2 separate regions of the Hordeum vulgare genome follow, and region 2 is linked to region 1. A link is a contact called in public Hi-C data. All regions are on one chromosome and are shown on one strand. Each heading gives the region's core, a stretch centred on a gene start, on an enhancer-like site or on the middle of the called end of the contact. The rest is flanking DNA. Distances are from core to core; before and after follow the strand shown.

What was found. A called contact is a pair of places that touch in the nucleus more often than the background predicts.
Region 2: a Hi-C map of leaf shows a contact between it and region 1, with 6 times the contacts expected there. The contact joins two enhancer-like sites. A contact is called at or near these places in 3 of 6 Hi-C or Micro-C datasets (leaf and seedling).

Annotation. Positions count from the first base shown.
Region 1 is chr1H:13,231,291-13,237,324 of MorexV3_pseudomolecules_assembly, reverse strand. No RefSeq gene overlaps it. Among protein-coding and RNA genes, the nearest start is that of LOC123445670, 27 kb to the right of the region's middle. Within about 2 kb of position 2,319, at least 1 of the 3 cell types and tissues checked has open chromatin away from gene starts, as enhancers often do. A contact at or near this core is called in leaf, where this site is marked.
Region 2 is chr1H:13,317,311-13,323,344 of MorexV3_pseudomolecules_assembly, reverse strand. No RefSeq gene overlaps it. Among protein-coding and RNA genes, the nearest start is that of LOC123445865, 20 kb to the left of the region's middle. Within about 2 kb of position 2,539, at least 3 of the 3 cell types and tissues checked have open chromatin away from gene starts, as enhancers often do. A contact at or near this core is called in leaf, where this site is marked.

The sequences.
Region 1 (6,034 bases), core at 1,070-3,569:
CACGACATAATCATATTCGTCTTGCTGAGAGTATGGTTTCCAACATGCACAAACGAGAAGGCTACCACAACATTCTTCGGTGGTGATGCGTTGGTAGACCACACGCAAGAAAGAGAGATCACAGGAAGCGGAGGGCGCGGGGGCCATCGACGAAGTAGTAGAGGCTGGACAGGGTCCGTGGTGACATCCTATGCAGCACGTGGAGATCGGAGCAAAGAGCGAGCCATGGCTTGGACACACACTTGAAGCGGTCAGAGCGACCTGTAGCGCATCCGCGACAGGATCACGATGAGGAGAACATCTTGGATGGAAGATTGCTCGTGCTCCTTCTTCCTTTTCTTCTACAAAAAAGAAGACACTGTTCGTTCAGGACCCATTCTGTTTCTTGGATGGAAGATTGGAGGAAGGAAGAAGAATGGAACAGACCTGTGGAGCAATGAAGGGGAGCGGCACCGGCGAACGAGGCGGAGCGACCTCGTCGCGGCTACTGTGGACGGTGGCCGGCGAATGAGACAGAGCGACCTCGTCGCGGCTCCGTGCAGCCATCGCCTTCTCGTCCTGGCGGCATCGTCTCCTCGGTTCGCTGGGACTAGGGTTTGTCGTCAGCAATTGTTCGGTGCCTGATCGACAGAGAAGTGTGTGCTGTAGTAACATTTAGATGGGCTCCCTACAACGGCTCAACTCATCATGCTGACTGCACGTCACCTTTTTCCCCACAAAAAAAAGGACTGCACGTCACCTTTGGTTTGGGTTGCAAGTATAGTACGTAAAGAGAAGTGGCCTTTGCTATTGTAGATTTACAAGTTTTGACATGTCCTCCTTACAATAAAAAAGAATACAAATTGTAATGTTAATTTATGTCGAATATATTTCTCATGAACGATGCGGGGGCGACACGACAACAATATCTATCATATGACATACTCCCTTCGTTCGGAATTACTTGTCCCACAAATGTATAAAATTGAATATATCTAGAACTACTCCCTCTGTCACGGTTTAGAAGGCGCGGATGAAAATTCTCTAGTACCTAGGTGGTTATTGATTGGTTGTAAAATGAGTTAAAAAATAGCATTCACACTACACATGCATATAGAAGAAGTACAACGGAGTACTAATTAGCTGCTAGGAGTAAACGCAATACGCCGTAAACCTTGTCTATTCTGGAAATGCACGTAAATCTAACCGTGCCTTCTAAACCGTGACGGAGGTAGTAAAATACATCTAGATACATTCATTTCAATAACAAGTATTTTCGAACGAAGGGAGTATATCGTAAAAATTGTTGCATTCAACATTCATATGTGCATCATACCAGAAAATGAGTTGAATGAGGAGTTAATTGTAGAAGACATCATCATTGAAGGCTGGGTTGCAGGAACCATAGTTCTACACTTTTGTGCCCAAAACCAATAATTCCGAGCCTATTTTTTTGCAACAAAAAAAAATAGTTGTCGGTTTTGAGCCTTTTAATGATGATTATGACAAGTGGAGCCCGCAAAAGCTGGTGCGGCATAACGGAACAGCACAAACGGTGTATCTACATTCACATAGACAATCTTCGGGCAAAATAAAAAAACTCAATCGGGTCCTGCCCAAGCGAAACTCCAACACACCATGACAACATCATGGGGACCCGTCACTGGCGAGGTACGAACTCCGGAGCCTCGCCCGAAGGGGGAAGAGGGTGGCTTATGGCCTTCGGCAACAACATTGATGGCAGGAGAGAGCAGCAGCACCGGCGTCGGAGTGAGCAGCAGCGGTAGCAGAGCAAGCGGGAGAGAGCAACAACGGTGACGGCAAAGCGAGCAACAGCGGTAGCGGCACTAGCGGGACAGACCAACAGCGATAGCGAGAGAGAGCTTAGCGGGAGAGAGCAATGCCAGCATTAGCGGGAGAGAGCATCATCGGTGGCAGTGAGAGAGAGCGGCAACGCTGGTGGAAGGAGCAAGCAGCAGCGGCGCCAGCGGGAGAGAGCAACAGCGGCGGCGACGGAGCGAGCAGCAGTGGCAGCGGCACAAATGGGAGAGAGCAGCAGCGGCAGTGGCACCAACGGGAGAGAGCAGCATCGACAGTGGCACCAGCTGGAGAAAGCAACGCCGGCAGCAGCGGGAGAGAGCATCGGCGCCGATGGAAGGAGCGAGCAGCAGGGGCAACGAAAGCGACGCGAGCAAGCAGTGACGACACGACCAGGTGCGGGCGAGCAGAGGCGCTGGCGGCAAGGCGCGGGGGAGCAGAGGCGCCGACGGCCAAGCACGAGCACGGCGCGAGAACCTTATCCTCTCAGACCTTTTTACAATATAGTCCCTCAAATTTTGTTTTCTTTGTGATCCGTTATATCGTGCCACATTACCCTTTTCAGCGGGACCCATCTTTCATAATCATGCTTAAAACGAACAAATCGGGTGACTAGTGTTTTTCGCAAAAAAAACCCTCAAAATTAGTGGTTTTGGACACAAAAGTGTAGAACTGTGGTTCCTGCAACCCTAACCTTCAATGTCGATGTTTTGTACAATTAACTCGTTGAATGAGGGTGGATTGGAGTCGAAACAGATTGTCTCGGCCCTGTAGTGTGAATAAACACAATACAAGACTTAGGCTCGGCTTGGGCTGCTTGTTGCTCTATTCACTTGCGATGTATAGCATCATCCAGAAGCAGGAATTCAGAGGACAAAATAACCATACACAAGATCCTTGCAATAGCTCGCAAAGCAAATCATAGACAAGAATTAACTAGCAGCGCCAAGACTATGATATATATGAATCCAGCAATGCAGTACACACCAAACCAACGGCAGCAAGTAGGTCCCAAATTCTTGTCTAAGCAAATCAAATAGCTCGCAGAGCAAATAGTTCATAATCTGACCATTAACCACAACTTATTTAAGTGCCAAGCAATCAACCACTAAGGTCCAAATATATAGGTCTGAAATTCCAGAATACTGCATACGCAAAAGGCACATAAAGATAAGAGAATGACATCAGGCTCTGAAGATAGCCACAACCAGTAGGACATAAGGATTTCAATCTTTTAGGCATCAGCATTGCCAAAAGACACCACCACCATTTCACTAACTCTCCAAGTGATCCTACAAGAACAAGATAAACAAGTGCACATCATTTATCAATTGGAATTGATTTGCAGGCACGCTCTTTTCATACAATGTTAGCTTAGTTAAACCTATACAGAGAACACAATTGACAGCTGTTATCCAGTGCACGTACGGAAATTATCTTAGTGTAGCAGAACTCTTCATCAATATAATGCGTTGGAAATCTGAGTCAAGTCTATCATCTGATCCTAAAAAATCTAAATACGAGGATTTCATGCATCAAAAAGAGTACTCTCCAAATGTTAGCAATGTCGGAACTGCCACGAAAAGGTAAAGCGACTAAAAGATCATCTCATGTGCACTCATTGAATATTGGAAGATGCTCACAGGTTATAGTCATAGAAAACTAGCAGGTCAATCGAATCAACATTTACTATTCAACAAAAGTGCAGGTCCATCCATGTCCAATTATGCAAACCATCAACCTTCTGAATTTATAGCCTTCAGTCCACACATCGTTACCTGTTATGCTTTGGCATCAGATGCAGGCAGCTGTGTTGGGCCACCTCCAGCCTTCACATCACTTCCTTCCGAGCTTGGGGTAGACGAAGCTTGATCTTTTGAACAGAGACCATAAGAATTTACAGCTTATGTAAGTACTGCACCGAATTAAAGTACACAAATCCACTGCTGTTGTAGCTTCAGCTGTAAGCAGTGAACAGAATGTTGAGCCCAACATCAAGGAGTATACAAACATATGCTTATGACAACAGTAACACTGAAGGAGCAGAATTTTGAACGAAGCATCATTCGTAAAACATATCACAACAAACCATACTTGCATAAGGGTATGCTATATAATATGTCCACACTATCAGCGTACGAGTGTTTCAGCAATAGCACTACCGAATAGTATTAGACTTATATAAATATGGTTCAGTATCTTCGAGTCACAAAACAGAAATCATGTACAATAGGAATGGATAGCAGATTCCCACAACAATCCATTAATTAAATTCTAAAAATTGCGTATAACTGATCCAGGTCCAGGTTTCACACAATATTCATGGGCTCACCTTATCATGTAGCACCAAAGAAGGAGGCCACGCCATGACATAGGGATGGACAAGCTGGCAACAACCCTCATAGATCTTTTTCAGCTCCCCAGTTTGGAGACAAAATGATAGCAACAACCGAGGAACCTCAAAATAGGCATCATAAAATGTACGCAGGTACACGATTCCATCGATAACTTCGATAAGCCGGACAACGAAAAATTCATCGTCACCTTCTGAAAACTTAATAAACTGAGGGCTTGTTTTCAAGGGAAATGTCTGGTCCAGCATCCACCCCTCAGCAACCCCATTGTCATCATGTTCATCGCGTCTCCAGAAATAAATATCACGCGAGCTATCACCCCCAAAATCTAAGGAAACGATACAGGGCCTCCCATCCTTTGTATTGCCAATCACAAAATGGCACCCACGGCCTTGTTGCTCTGCCAAGAGGGGTGGCAGATCGATTTCAGTGAACTGGAGTGTCGCGGTGTTGAACACGGTCGCATATGGTCTCCGTGTGTGGGTCCAATAGACGGACCGGAAAGGTGTGATGGCACCCGGGAGTCGGGACACCCTGTTATCTCGTCCATCCATTGGGAATAAGATACGTGCAAGCCTCTGTCCAGATGCAGACGATTTGCAGCAACAACAGTTTAATTAGGCAGAACCGCGACAAGAGGAGAAGCATGCAGAACTAGGTTTGACAAGACTAGGCTGGCAGGAGCAAGTTTATTGAATCATGACTCATGGCATGCAATGGTCCACGTCGCTGTTCAAAATCTGTACATTGTTTGACAGGACGTTTCTTCGCCACGTGACAGATGCTCTATCTCTCTCCATTGTTACCATGCATGCGTGCACAAGCTTTTTTTTTCTCTCACGCTCCAGGATGGACCGCTGCCTCATGAATCCACGTCGGATGAACTGTTGCTGTGGAGGAGAATAGGTAAAAGACAGTGCAGAGCCAAACGGGCTCTTGCAGAGGAGCCCGCTTCCTTGCTGAAAAAGGCAGTTTCCTTGCTGAAAAAGGCAAAAGTAAAAGCACGGACCGGAGGAGAGAGTGGAGGAAGAATGAAGTAAAAAAAGTAATGACGGAGAGAGAGATAGGTGGACCACTAGAAGAGGTGATGGGTGTGAGATAATCATACGGTGGCTTCATTATTATTTTTCTTAGCCTCTTAGGTGGTGGCTGGAGCCACAACGAGGTGATGCCCCCATAGATCATGCCCTAATTATAGTCTTCTTGTTACTTAATGGCCAGAGGAGGCTTACCCAAGTTATGCCAATGGGCCTGGCTATGTGATCTCATCGGATAATGCACGCTACATTGTATCTGAATTTGACAGTCACACACTTCGGGTAAGCATGTGTTGCTATCCAACACTTACCCACTGAATTTTGCTCACATCGTGCAGAAGTTGTGATGGCTAAACTGTTGATTCATTATTGTGCAGCTATTTAAGATGGAAGATGTGCGTAAGCAAGCGGCCGCCACAAGTGCCACACATGTGCCCGCGCCCCGTGAAGCTCCTCGTGCCGTCTGCTTCGACTTCGTCCATCATCTCTGCAGCTGCGCCGGCTTTCCGCAAGGCTGACCCGACCATTGGTGGTCATATGGTTTGCACTTGTTGTGCAGGCTCCCCCAATGCGGACGGTCTGGGGGATTAGCGAGGATGTTTTGACCGGGAGGTGGCGCCAACAGTCCCTGTGACTCCATGCAAGAATACATTGGCGGACTGGCAGCTTGTCTCGAGAGGGCGTCGCTCGGCTCCCGCGGCTTTCCGTCGTCCCACTGTCACTGTCAAGGTGTGGTGGCTCCCTCCGGTGTGGATGAGAGACAGGTGTTTCCAGTGCCTTTGTCCAGGTCACCGTGCACACTCTTGCAGGGATCCAATCCGATGCACGGAGTACCTTTGATCCGTT
Region 2 (6,034 bases), core at 1,290-3,789, 86 kb before region 1:
AAATTTGTTCTCAGTTTCAAAATTTGTTCTCAAGATTCAAAACATATTCGTTCTTTAAAAAATTCTACACGCTTCTAAATTTGTTCACGTTTTTTCAAAATTGTTCTCCGTTTCAAAATTAATTCTCAAAATTCGAAAATCTTCATGCTTTAAATTTTGTTAGCGCTTTCAAATTTGTTTGGGGTTTTCAAAATTGTTCTCCTTTTTAAATTTTTGTTCTCAAGATTGAAAAAATGTTTGTGCTTTAAAAAATTGTTCGTGCTTCCAATTTGTTTCACATTTTTATAAAATAGTCTTCAGTTTCAAAATTTGTTTTCAAAATTCAAAAAATGTATGTGCTTTAATTTTTTCTAAATTGTTCCCGTTTTCAATTTTTTTTCCTCATGATACAAGAAATATTCGTGCTTTTAAATTTGTTCATGTTGTTTAAAAATATTTTTTGGTTACATTTTTTTCTCAAAATTCAGAAAATCTTCGCGCTTTAGAAATTCGGTTGGGTTTTGTCAAAATTGATCCTGTTTTCAAAAAATTGTTTTCAAGATTCAAAAAATGTTGGTGCTTTAAAAAACTGTTCAACCTTCCAAATTCATTCACGTTTTTTTGAAAATTGTTCTCGGTTTCAGAATTTGTTCTGAAAATTCAAAAAATGTTTGTGTTTTAAATTTTGTTCACGCTTTCAAATTTATTCGGTGTTTTTCAAAATTATGTTCTCAAGATTGATAAAATTTTCATGCTTTAAAAAATTGTCCGCGCTTTGAAATTTGTTTATCTTGTTTTAAATTGTTCTCGGTTTCAAAGTTTGTTATCAAAATTCAAAAAATGTAGTGCTTTAAAAATTTGTTTGGGGTTTTTCAGAAGTGTTCTCCTTTTCAAAATTTTGTTTTGAAGATTCAAAAAATGTTAGTGCTTTCAAAATTATTTGGGCTTTAGAAATTCTTCGTGCTTCCAAATTTGTTCATGTTTTCTAAAATTGTTTCCAATATTTAAATTTGTTCTCAAAATTCATAAAACGTTTGTGCTTTGAAACTTTGTTCGCGCTTTCCAATTTGATTGGGGTTTTTTTAAATTGTTCTTCTTTTTAAAATTTTGTTTTCAAGATTCATAAAATGTTCGTGCTTTAAAAAAATGGTCGCGCTTCCAAATTGATTGACGGTTTTTAAAAACAATTATTCGAATTTGGAAGATGTTTTTCTTTAAAAAATAGAAAAGGAAAAAAGGAAAGAAAAAACGAACCAAAAAATAGAAAAAACAGAGAAGAATAAAGGTTACAGAAATAGAACTTGGCCGGCCCAGTCGGGGCTCCCCCTGGCTCCCTGTTGCTCATAGCGGTAGGTAGGAGCTCCCGTCTCACGCTCCTACCATGTCTAATTTCGCTTTTGAATCATTTCTTGTTGTTGGATCTTTGTTCTAGTTCTAGTTTACTACGACCACATGCACACGTTTTATAAAACACCATCATCATAATGTTATAGGGTTATAAGTTCTAGCAACTCAAATATTGAGTGTCAGGATTCAAAGGAGAAAAATCATTTACGAAAAGGCAGTTTGGCACTAGTATTTACCTTAGAGAATGTTGAATTGGACACCTTGGATGTGGAAACTGTGGAGCTCGCTGACGGTCAATTTAGGAAGAAGTGGACTTGTTTCCCGGAAATTCCTATTCGCCGCTTTCTGTGTCTAAATGTCGAGGCTTCGCACAGGGACTCCCAGGCTGCGTTTGGTAATGGCCCGACGCATTTACATGATAACAGCTTCGGTTTTGGGAACCTTCTAGAGGTTTCCAGCCGATTTTTTCTGGTTTTAGGAACTTTCTAGAAGATTCCCTGAACCGGTTTTCCTTTTTTTGTTTTCTTTTTTCTTTATTCTTTTTTGTTTATTTTTTTATGTTTCTGTTTTAAAAATGTTCTGGATTTTTTAAAAATGTTCCGAAATTTGAAGAAATGTCTCGAAATTTCAGAAAATGTTTCGGAATTTTAAAAATATTCAGGAATTTAAGAAAATGTTCCAGAATTCAAAAAATGTTCCGAATTTGAAGAAATGTTTCTGAATTTTAAAAAATGTTCCGAGATTTGAAAAAAAGTTCCAAAATTTTAAAAAAAGTTCTGATATTTTTATTAAAATGTTTCGAATTTTTGAAAAGAAATGTTCTGAAATTTGAAAAAAGGTTCAAAAATTTAAATAAAGTTCCGGAATTTTAAATAATGTACCAAAGTTTGAAAAAATGTTTTGGATTTTGAAAAATGTTCGAGAAATTTAAATATGTTCAGGAATTTAATAAATGTTCCAGAATTCGAAAAAATATTCCGGATTTGAAAAAATGTTCGGGAATTTAAGAAAATATTGCAAATGTTGAAATAATGTTCCGAACTTTAAAAAAATTATTCTAATAATTTTACTGAAAATTTTCATATTTTTTAACTGCTGGTCGCTAACTTTTTTTGTGGTCTCCACAATTGCTACTCGTGGCTAACTTGGGCTGGCCTAGTTAGGGAGACCCACTGTGCGTCCGCTCGGCAGTTGCCACAACGAGCGGCCCATAGGAGGTCCCTTGTTTCCCCGGCCTTCAAGTCGCCTTAGTGCAAACACAGAACTTATTGGAGGGCTCCAGAGTGGACTCCACGATAGAGGAAAGCTCTCTGATTTTGAGGTTGCTGGGGAAGCCTTTAGGGGTCCGAAGCTTGGCATCGTGGTCCGGTTTGGGTTAACTGAATAGTGGGGGTAAACCGACTAGTGGGACTTTTTAACACACGAGGGTTTTGCAAAAAAAGAAAAAAAAAATCTGAAGCTTTTTAACACATAATACTATTCATTATTTCAGGCGTTGAATTTCATTTTTTATATAGGTCGCAATTCAAAGTATTTCATCCCGAATTTTTACACACGTGTACATTATATCCTTACATACATGCATATTTTTGCAGAATCTTTTTAAACCAAAATATTTGAATTTGATTTTTTTACAAAATCCTGCCTTCATGAAGCTCGGGAGCCAAAAGGCCCTATTCCAAGAAGTTTCTCTAAGTTATAGTATGGCATGTCAGACTTCAAGAAGAAAACAATTGGTGACAGACAATTTAACCAAAACAATGATTCAAAAAAGACACTATTGAATTGCTAAATTGTGTGGTATTACTGTAGTTTTAAACTACGACAAATATATCATTTCAAGAATCACTAATGGAGAACGGGTCTTTAGTCCCGGTTGAGAATCCTCTTTAGTCCCAGGTCGCCAACCGGGACCAAAGGGTTTGACCTTTAGTCCCGGTTGGCCATGCTCCGGGACGAATTTCCTTCCACGTTGCAGCGAGCATGCAACCGGGGGCGGATGACCTTTAGTCCGAGTTGCTTTCACCAACTACGATTAAAGAGTTTATTTTTGTTCGAATTAGGGTTTTAGGGTTTAGGATTTATAATTTATTTTTCCTTCTCATTTTGTGTTTTCCATTCAAGTTATTTTCATTTCAAACATATTTGACACTACTAGATACTATACACGTTGACGCATAATATAATTTCTCATACGTTCATATACGCGCGCATGCGCGCGCGCGCACACACACACACATATATATATATATTCTCCTATATAGTTTGGAGATCATTACACGTAATGATATTCTCCGCGGCAAGGTATGACCTTATTATGGAAAAATCTAGCAATTTTCTCTTGAATTGCTTGTATGCGGTATTTTGGTAGAAGCTTCTTCCGCATTTCATCAATTTTTAAACAAAGGAAATCAATATAAATATATTAGTTGTATATATATTAGATTATTATAAAAAATGCAAATAGTGTTTACATACATGACGTTATTGTTCATGAAAGCGCCTCGCCGTGTGAATATTCTCGCAAACGTAGTATGCGCATAAATTAGTCCCCCGTTGCTCGCTCATGCACTTTGCGAGAATATGATATAGTCAGTTAATAATCAAGCAAGATAATGATATTGAAACTGAAATTAAAAAGATGCGCGAACCTAGCTAGTACTACTTAATTAATTACCTTTTCCAGTTTCCAACTCAGCTTCAGATGCCATTCACCCTAACCTCTTTGATGAACTTTTTCCAAACCCTGTTCGACCAAGAAAATAAATAAATAAGCTATTAATTACTTGATATATCAAGAAATGAACGAAAGAGGCTGATATAGCTAGCGCGATGATGATTAAAATTACCTATCGAGCATTTTAATTTCGCTGACGTAATCTTCAGGATTTTTATTTAGTGAGATTTCGACTTCAATAATTCCAGCATCAAGTCTAATGTTTAGCAGGATCCAATGAAACCTGCGGCCGCTTATATAAGCACGCATGCAAAACTCATCAACTACACTTCACATCGAATAAGCATAATATAATTTATAGTACAAAACAGTAACACTCACTTGAAGTTGTAAGGCCATAGTATTTATGTGTCGGTATTTTGTTCCTTTTTAAACCTTAGCAAGTTCTTCTCTGAGTCTCCGGGGAAGTCTTCTATCAGCTTTTCAGTAAGGGTATATGGATCAATGAGCCCAATGGAATAGATTCCCTCTCTTTTGCATCCGAGAGTCTTCATTCTACATAATAACATAGAAAATGATATAGTGATGATAATTACAAGCAATGAAGGGACTAAGCTAGAGACTTTAATTACAGAAAGATATCACTTACAGACAATAGCAACTAACCATAGATTTGTTGAGTGCGTCTTGATTGTATAACTGAAACAATTCCTCAAACTCAATGGATATACCGTTTTCATAGAACTAATGCTCTTCCTTGACTTTCATCATGAGGTGCAATCACCCGTTGGCAACTGCTTCCATGTACCATTCATGCAATCTTCGCATACGTGTTGTTAGCTGTGGCATCTCCTCAGGTTTGACCAGAGGTTGCCCGATGACATATCACGATGCTACTTCAGCCACGAGGATATCCTCGATGCCTTAGAGTTGATTAAAACTTAGACTGATGTCTGTAGCAGCGTCGCTCATCACCATGAGCGGGGTGATCGATTGCACTGCCTGTTCTCCGAACTAGGGAACTGTTTTCCTGCTTTTTTGTACTATGTGTAGGTCTTGATTGCTGCATTTGTTTTTTATAGAATATCTTCACAAAGCGGTCATAGGCTGATGGCCTATTCACCACATGTGACGGGGGTCAGTGAAGACATTCCTGGAAGCGGTCTATGATTTTCTCACGTATTTTTTCCTTTAGCGGCATGGCAGATTCGGTGCAAAATGGGCTTTCACTTCGGAAGCCACGTCCTTGTCCAGTTCCTCGTCGGTCTTATTGTAAGCTAACTTCTTTTTGGCAGCAAGTGTTTTAGCTTTCTTCTGAACAGGATTAGTCATCGACGGAGCGGTGGTCTTCCGATTTTGGCCATGCTGGGACATAGTGGTGGATTCGGGTGACGCGATGGAGATCGACGTAGACTCGGGCTATGCTCCATGATTTTCACGTGGGGTGGAGTCGGCTCACGCAACGGAGATCGAGTTGTATTGCTACTCGGAGGAGTCGGTGGCCTTGGCGCCGAGTTTGGAAACACGATGCATTCCTTTCTCCATAAAATGACACAATGTGTGACCTCTCCCAGTCTCTCCTCCCCTTCACCTCCACGAATGTCAAGGTCTAGTCAGTCATATCCCGACAGAACTTCAGGCACCCCGACTTTTATATAGCCAGCTGGAATCAGATTGGCATGGCTGGTTGCTCCAGGTGCACCCGGTAAAGCAAAGCTGAACCCTACCTTCATGGATATGTTCTTCACTTTCTGGTGTACCTCACAACCTGTCCTCTCTTTGATATCATCCACGGGGTAGCAAGCCAGCAGTGCTGTTGGGGAACGTCGCATGGGAAACAAAAATTTTCCTACGCGCACGAACACCTATCATTGTGATGTCCATCTACGAGAGGGAATTTCTGATATACGTACCCTTGTAGATCGCACAACAGAAGCGTTAAGAAACGCGGTTGATGTAGTGGAACGTCCTCACGTCCCTCGATCCGCCCCGCGAACCGTCCCACGAACCGTCCCGTGATCCGTCCGACGA